Linked DNA regions of Zea mays: region 1 is linked to region 2. Evidence: chromatin contacts called from public Hi-C data. All regions are on one chromosome and are shown on one strand. The core of a region is the stretch at or near the end of the contact, and the rest is flanking DNA. Distances in the headings are between cores, read along the strand shown.

What was found. Hi-C and Micro-C count contacts between places; a contact is called where the count stands out from the background.
Region 1: a contact with region 2 is called in a Hi-C map of leaf, with 4 times the contacts expected there. The contact joins the promoter of LOC100285823 here to the promoter of LOC103639027 in region 2. A contact is called at or near these places in 10 of 25 Hi-C or Micro-C datasets (bundle sheath, ear, endosperm and 4 more) and 1 of 3 datasets of contacts at active chromatin or transcription factors (leaf).

Annotation. Positions count from the first base shown.
Region 1 is chr9:127,525,401-127,529,451 of Zm-B73-REFERENCE-NAM-5.0, reverse strand. LOC100285823 (pre-mRNA-splicing factor PRP17) reads right to left here and starts at 2,405. Exons shown (of 2, transcript NM_001367338.1): 1 at 608-2,405. The coding sequence starts at 2,319.
Region 2 is chr9:127,306,241-127,310,823 of Zm-B73-REFERENCE-NAM-5.0, reverse strand. It overlaps LOC103639027, which reads right to left and starts at 1,858. Exons shown (of 14, transcript XM_008661807.3): 1 at 1,391-1,858; 2 at 866-904; 3 at 576-754. The coding sequence starts at 1,522. It overlaps LOC103639026 (protein WEAK CHLOROPLAST MOVEMENT UNDER BLUE LIGHT 1), which reads left to right and starts at 4,384. Exons shown (of 3, transcript XM_008661804.4): 1 at 4,384-4,583.

The DNA of each region.
Region 1 (4,051 bases), core at 1,156-3,655, 220 kb before region 2:
TATAACCAATTAACCCACCATCACAACTTCACTAGCACATGAAACTACAGATATTCACCTCTTAGAAAATGAAGTACTGGGCAAAAGAGTGCAGGGCAACCACAATTATCAGCAATAAGACAAGAAATTATAGCGTTTATGAACAAACAGTTTTTGAAACCACATTTAGGGCACACAAAAAAATGCCACCATACGCAATCTAGCCTCTGGGTGCAAGTTCTGCATGCAAACCATAATCAAGTATGTATCCTACTATTTTTTTGTGTTTGTGACTAACTAAAGCAACTCTTGTGCAAATAAAACTAATATAGTATAGATCAAATCAAACATTTACAAAAGATTATATTCACCACAACCTGTAATATGAAACAAAACAAAATGTCCTAGTTTGTTCATAAAAATCTTAGCACAACATTTGCAAGGGCGCCATGCATGTGATTAAGTTAGTAAAAGCTTAATTCTCTGAATGCATTGTGAGCCTGAGAGTTTCTATAAGTATTCAACAGAAAAGACTCCTCTTAGCAAGAAAACCTCTGCTAGATCACAAAGCAATTAAAAGCAGTGGTTCCAATTAAAAGGAGCACGCGTGGTTGTGTGATCAACTTACCAGTATTTAATTACACCATCCCATCCACAGGTTGCAACCTTGCTAGTTTCCAACGGATGCCACTCACATCCAATGCAAACCCCGTTGTGACACTTCAAAGTCTTGAATCTCCTGCAGCTTTTCCAGTCCCAGAACCAGCAGCTACCCTCGCCATCACCAGACATCACAAACCTCCCATCAGGTGAGAAGTTCACCTGACAAGCATAACCTGCCACAATGTGGCCAGCAAATCTCTTCTTCTTATTAAGCTGAAACCTCTCCTTGGTGCTGTATATCAGTATCTGATTGTCCAAACTCTGTGCTGCCAGCCAATTGGAGTTGGGATGCAGTGACATCGATGGCATTGAATGCATGTGCGGCTCACTGATGTACTTAATCACCACAGGGATGCCAAACTCCCACACACGAAGAGACTTGTCATCACTTGAGGTCACAAATCTCCTGTTGTTATCCACAAAAGTTATGGTGTTCACAGCCCCTAAATGCTGATCATACTCTTGTGTAATCTGCCCTGACTTCATATCCCATTGCACAATCTTCTTATCGCTCATTCCGGCAAGGAGAATATGCTGCTTATCCTCATCAGGATTGAGCTTCACAACATATGGGACCTTCCCAGTTGAAAAGGTCGAGATCACCTGCCCTGTCTCAGTATCCCAGTACTGTATATTCCTGTCATACCCAGCGCTCAAGAACTTAGTCCCGTCATTGGAGAATGATATATCCCTTACCGCCTTTGAGTGCCCCATATAGGTACGCATACATGTCCGTGACCCAAGAACATCCCAGATCTTAATCTTGCAATCCATACTCGCAGAGAGCAGCAAATGTCCATACTTCGGGAAAAACCTGATAGCTGAGACCCCCTTGGTGTGACCGACCCACTCGTGCACACACCTCTTGGGGATGTAGCAGTGGTCGTTTGTGGCCTTGGCATCCTTGGGCGGCGTGATCCAGGAGCGTCCTTGGTAGTCCTTCTCCTCCTTGCCGTGGAAGGTGGTCTTGACCACAACCTCTGTCCTCTCGCTCTTCCCTTCGAGGCGGGCCTCCTTCTCGGCCTTCTTGGCAGCGTGCGCCTCCGCATACTGCTTCTGCTCGTCAGTGAGCTCCGCGGGAGGCGCTTCCTTCTTCCCAGCCCAGGGACTCTGCTTGTTGTGGAGGATCCATTCCTCGGAGGCGGGGTTCTTTGCCTCCGGGGGGGCTAGCTCCGCCTCGTTGTCCGCCTTGGCCAGGAGGCGACGGCGCTTGTGCTCGGAAGGGGCGAGGTTGTAGACAGTGTCGGGCTCAGGCGCCTGGGGCTGGGCGTCGCCGACGATGTGGAGGCCAGACGGGTCGGCGGCGTAGCCAAACCGATGGAAGGTGTTGTACTGCTCGTCGAATAGGAATGGCAGGACAGCGGCGTCCTCAACGTGGCCGAGCTTGTGGTTGCGGTTGCCGGAGGCGGACGAGATCGGGGCGTGGGGGTGCTGGGGCCCGAGGATGGGAGCCCAGAGCTGGTCAGCAGTTGGGTTGAAGGCGACGAGGTGGAGCGAAGGGTCGAGTGGGCGGGCGGCGGACGCCGCGGAGGAGAGTGCGAGCGCGGTGTCATCGACGGCGGGGGCGGCGGACTTGGACGGAAGGCGGAGCGGCGAGGAGTCCGGCGAGGACGCGGCCGCCGAAGCCTCCGGAGACGACGCGTCGTCCGGCGCGTAAGAGGACTGGAGGAGATCCATGACGGCGGATCTAGGGTTAGGGTTTCTGCGGCAATGACGAGGCCGCCGCGACTGTTCGCGATCGCGAAGACGAGAGCGCACGAGCTGGGCCGCTCCAAGGTGCGATGGGCCGGTTGTATAACATATCAAGCTGAAGTGCTAACGGCCTAACTTTCTATGCCCCGTTTGTTTGAGCCAACTTCTATAAAAATCGTTTCGGTAAAAACCGTTTAAATCGATATAAAATCAAAATCGAACGAGTCGCCACGATAATAGAAATCTGCCGTCTTCTAGATCCTGAACCCTTTAGACCATTTTATCTTCCTCTGCACGTAAACCCCACGATAATTAAATTCTCCCATAGCCAAATTCTTAGAAAAACTAGTCAAAAAAAAACTGAACCAAATACACCCCTAGTCTCTTCTCCTAAAAAGGACTTCCTGCTTTATATTTTAAGTTACTATATTTATATAAAATTGTATTACACTTCCTTCATAAATATAAGGACAGTATTTCTCTTTAGGGCCTGTTCGTTTTCATCTCAATCCATGTGGATTAGATGGGATGGTGAGTTTAAATGCATCGCAAGTTAAAATCTCTACTTTTTTTCAATCTCATCTAATCCATGCGGTGTAGTAATAACCGAATAGAGCCTTAAAGAGTTCGACGCAGACAATAATTGGCAAATATATTTACAAAATCATTAGATATGAGGATCTTTGTTAAGATAAATAGTGAACTTAACATATTAGATGATGGTAACATCTTATAAATTGCCATATTGTATAAGATTGCATACCATGATGTATATATTAATGTGCTTGCCTAACTTGTTGAGACAATGGCCAATGAGAGTTTATGATGATTATGATGGTGTTTTGAGCAGATGTGCTTGAAGGAAAAGAAGAATGAAGTGTTCATAAGAAGGGAACATATGGGTGCTTTTGAAGAAGCCCTCTAAAGGCAAGAGGACGGACAAAAGTCTCGTGAGGCTCACCCAGGTTAGGTAGAAGGGCGTTAGGGAAAGAACATGGACGAGCAAGCATCTATTTAAATTTTCTACAGTGTGGCAAGACTAGTACATGTTTTACATGTTGTCTTGGGTGTTTAGGACTAGGTTTTAAGTCATGCACGAATGTTGATGTGGTGCAGGTCAAGCGTGTAACACCCAAAAGGTGGTGATCTTCGGACTGTTGCTCCCGCCCGAACTCCCCTGCGTATATGTACCGACCCCTCGCTTCGTCGTTCCAGCATCCAGACCCAAAACCACTTTGCAAAGAACTCCCCTGCGTATATGTAGCGGTTAGTTTGGGGCACCAGAGCATGTTGGTGCCGCCTCCGGCATGTTCGCCGTCGTGTGGCGCGTGACGGCGTCGCCTGGCGTCGTCAGGAGGGAAGAGGCACAACTGTAGCTGTCGGATCAACGATGAACGGTGTAGATTACAAGCTAAGATACCCCCTTCGAGTATTTGAAGCTTAACCGTCGATCAGAAATCCGAAACTCCAGGTTCGAAGAAGGCGTGGGCTTCGGACGACCGTCGATCCGAGATCTAACAGGTAGGATAGGTACATGTTCAAGGGATTGAGTAGTCTAATCTATGCCGCATATTTTAAATCTAATGGTTCACATGATACGATACCCCTTCGGCCGCCACATTTATAAAAGAGACCCACGGGTTTTTAGGATTTAACCCGTCGTCCACCTAATTCAATAGCAATAATAGCTAAACCCTGGAATTTTCAAAAAAAGCTA
Region 2 (4,583 bases), core at 609-3,108:
GGCCAGGGGGCGCAAGAAACATCAATCAATAAAGAAGAGAACGGAGACAAGCAACACGAAAACTTTCTAGCATTTATTCATGGATGAGATGCAAGGCTGCTAAAAGGTAACATGTCATCGGCATTAGTGTAGATAGAAAGGCAAAGGCTCATCAGTCATCCCACGATGATGACATGTTATTCATGTGTATTGTATACACATCCAAGTCTGTTGTTGGGTTAAATTACCAAACCTCATATGACACATCACTGAACATGCTGATCAGTGCTTTATGTTTTCTATTGTGTAAGAAGGTTGTTACATAAATACTAGGTATGCAGTTATGCCAGTGAACTGTGTGTAGGAAGTTATGAAGACATCTATTTTCTGGTAGGAAATATATAGATAAAACAGACAGGCGGTTATACAATAAAGATGATATGGAACTGTTCTAAGGATAAATTGCATCCTTTGAAGCACACACAATAGTTCCAAATCCAACCATCACAGGACAACTTAGTATTAGATGTAATGTTGATAAGTGAACTTAGTGTGCCAATTAAAAGATGAATTGGAAATCAGTATCCGTGCCTTACTCTTCATCGGGCATGTAAGGGCCTCCATCAAAGTGATCACCAAGAAATAAGACCACATCAGGTTTGAATGGCAGTATGGTGGACTGGAAGGACCTTCTCATGTTCAAATCCGTGTAAAACTCAGCAGCTTGGAGAGCAACTGAGCTTGATGGAAGACCAAGGGAGGTGCTATCCATAAGCTGCAAAGGAAGACCTTTTCAGGAAGGAGCAACATATTCAAGATAATCGCTGCATACTATTGCAGGTTTAACAGCAAAATTACACAGAATAATGCTAGAAGGGGAACTCGCCTGTGGGTCAGCAACAACAGCAACCTTGACATGGTTATTCTGTTCAAGAAAAGTTAAAGGGGGGGAATATGATTGTAAGATATAAGATAACATTGACATCGTGGAAAATCGTTACTTGATGGTCGACTGAAATTCGGTTTTAAGGAAATAACATGCTCGTGAAAGATAACAAAGTTTTCATGCAAATTCCTGAGTTACTAGTCCACTGAAAACTATCATCCCCAACCCATCTTACTACTGTGTGCCCAATGAATTGCATAGGACTAGCCATAAAGAGTCCAGCATGATTTATGACGAAGGCAATAAAACACGGGTAAGCAATGCCGACAACCTTGTTTGCCTCGGTGAGATCGAAATGTGTGCTAAGCAAAGCATGAGTAACTGCTGGGAACGGAACCCTAGCTTAATCGACGCGGTGCTAGTTTTTGGATCCAGAACAACGAGTTAGAATCCTGAGAAAACACATCTACCAAAAAAACCCGCACGGCCGCATCGCCTCCCAAATCAGCGTAGCCACGTACTCACCGGCGGCGAGGAGGACGACGAGGGCCACGAGCATGCGAGGTAGGAGACCCAGTAGGCGCCCATCTCGCCGTACAGCAGCGCGGCCGCCCACGCCGCGCACAGTAGCAGCGTCAGCCGCGTGGCGCTCTGCATCTCCGCCTCGCCCGCTCTCAACCCCCCTGGTCGGCCGGCAGGGCGGGGTGGCCGCCGCGTGCAGCGGCTGGATCCCGGCAGTTGGAGTGGCGTCTCGCCGGGGGTGCTGAATGCAAGCAAAGGTTTGGCCGTTTGGGTTTGCCGAGTGGGATCTACGATCCAGTGATCCCTTCCAGACCGCCGCAGCGGAGGAGGCGAGCCAGGGCAAGGTCGGGTCGACGGTCAGCGGCTCAGCGCCGGACCCGAGTCGAGTTGAGGCTCCACTCCGTACCGCCGTCCACGTGTGATCAACCAGATCCAGGCCTCCAGGGCGCTCGAATGTGTCTAGCGCCAAATGGAACTTCACTGGAAGTCTGGAAACATAATACAAAATCAATTAGTAACGTGATAAGAGTATCCCAACAAAGTGACTAAAAAAGTGCCCTAGAAATTAAAATACTACAGTATTTAAGATATGTTTAGAAGCAACCTAGTTTTTAAAAATCTAGTTTCTATTTTCTAAACTGGTTTTATGGTGTGTGAAACACCTCGGTTTTTTAGCCAGTGCCTAGCCTTTTGGTTTTTTTTTAAAACTAGGAATCTAGTTTTTATAAACTAGAACATAAACTGGTATGTTTGCAATCACATTTATAAATCAGTTTCCTAAAAACGAGATACTTCCAAACATCCTTTAAAGCGTTTAACACCACTTAAAGTGATTGGTGTTTGATGATCATCACAACCAATATGGACTAACTAGTTTGCCTAATTGATTGATTCACAGGTGCATAAGTCCATCCATCTTAATTCTAAGTCGACTGTCCGGAATAACGTAGATTATTCCAAACATGTGAGCTTTTTGAGAATTCACTTGTGTGCGGACCGTCCGGGTCCTTCTGGTGGACCGTCCGCAACACCTCGATGCACTTCGGACAGAAACAATGTTGAAAATCACATTTCTACTACGGATTGTCTAAAGGAGAGAAGAGCACCGTGGGCCAAAAGCGATCGTCCGATCCTCTGACGCGAACCATCCGCCCGTTGAACACCAGAAAAACTATAGGTGCCAGTTTTGGTAAAATTCATTTTTAGCGTCCTCGCGGCATGGTCGGACCGTCCGTGACTGCTTATCTAACATCTGACGACACATTAATGCACGCATAACCGTTGATATAGCTGTTGATGCTGACCGTTGCGATTTCAGGTGTTGATGTGCGGGGCGGACTGTCCGAGCCAGGAGCGCGGGCCGTCCGCGTGTGGCAGAAAGTTGGCAATAGCTAGTAAGTGGTTGGTGGCTATAAATACAACCACCTTCATTCATAACATCCAAGCATTTCATTCATCCACATTCAATACAAGAGCAAGCACACCACTCCAAGACACATTCCAAGCTCCCAAACTCCTCCAAGTATTATAATTGTGACTAGTTATCATAAGTAATTAGTGCCTTGGAAAGTCTAGAGAGAGTGTGATCTTTTGTCTTCTCATGTTGCTCTTGTTGTTTGGCTTTGTCGGTCGTGTTTTTTTATCTCCTTCTAAACTCTCAAGTGACTTGTAAAGCTAGCAGGAGACACCTAATTGTGTGATGATCCTTATGGGGTCCAAGTGACCCTCGAGATTAAGGAGAAGCATTTAATCGGTCTAAGTAACCGTTTGAGAGAGAGAAATGGTTGAAAAAGACCTAGCCTACGTGACCTCCTCAATGGTGAAAGTGTAAAAGTTGTTGCAACCTTAAGATCAATCGTTGAAGGGTCAGGTTCTCGTATGTGCATACGTGGACAGGATGCATACGATATGCCCTCGTCATATTAGACCGGGTATTCATACTCGTAGGCGGGCTATCTGTATTCCCCCTTGCTCCCTAATCTTTCCACTACTCACTGCATGGCTCCTATTCCACCATGACACTCCTTGATTTTATTGAGCTTATTTATCCCGTTTACGTCCTCATTATATGAAGGGTGAATGAGACCTGATAAAAATCCTTATCAAGCTTATCAAGTACTAATTGAAGCATAATTATATCATCGTTCATGTCTAGTCGCCTATTTGGCCCTTCATTTTTTAAGAGCTACTAGCTACACGAGGGGAAAATGAGAGAGGTGGGGATGAGAGATGGGCCAGATAATGAGGGCAATATGTGCGGCAAACCAATCAATTTAACCTAATCCTATGGACATTTGTCATCGTTTTTACACTAAATATCCAAGATACCAAGTCAAATTTGGCAGTCTGTCCGGTGCACTTCTTTAGAGAACTCGAAAACATCCACTTTTATAGAAAACCATGAAATGAGAGATAAAGTTTTAAAACATCAAAACAATTTCTTTATTACAAGGTTATAGAAACAGAGTTATTATAAGTTTACTAATTAAGGCTAGTTTAGAAACTTAAACCCCTCTGTGATTCTCGGAGATTGAGTGGAAAAATGAGTTATTTTCCCACTCAATCCTCAGGAATCTTGGAGGATATTTAAGTTTCCAAACTAACTCTTAGCAGGTTTACGCACGTAAGATGAGATAGTCATAGACAAGAGATCAGAGTTATATCAAATTTTAAAAATATATCCAAATGCATGTTTAAGCATTTAGAATGAAGCGAAGGATACATCAATTTATTATTCAAAGTGGGGCTTAGAATTATAAAACTTTTTTATTTATTGGAATAACGTTGAAATTTAGGGCTAGTTTGGAAACTATATTTTTCAAGAAATTTTCTATTTTACTAAGAAAAAATGAACTAATTTCTCTTAAGAAATCAAAAATTTCTTGGAAAATTGTGATTCCCAAACTAGCCCTTATAGACATTATGATTGGAGCGGTAAAGGAATTTCTCGTTAAGGCCATTCGACACAGGAGTCAGCTCCAGTCTCCATCCGAATTTATGTAAAAACAATATGAATTATTTTTTAACGCAACTATTTACAGAGTCAGAGCAGACTTTAGCGCGTCCGGTGACTCCGTCGGCGAGGCGTCACACTCACGGACTCACCTAATCGCAAACCCGTCAGCCCTTCTAGAAATCAACTAACGGAAAGGTTTGTCCTCGTAAATCGATAAAGCACGGGGGGCTTTCTTTACAA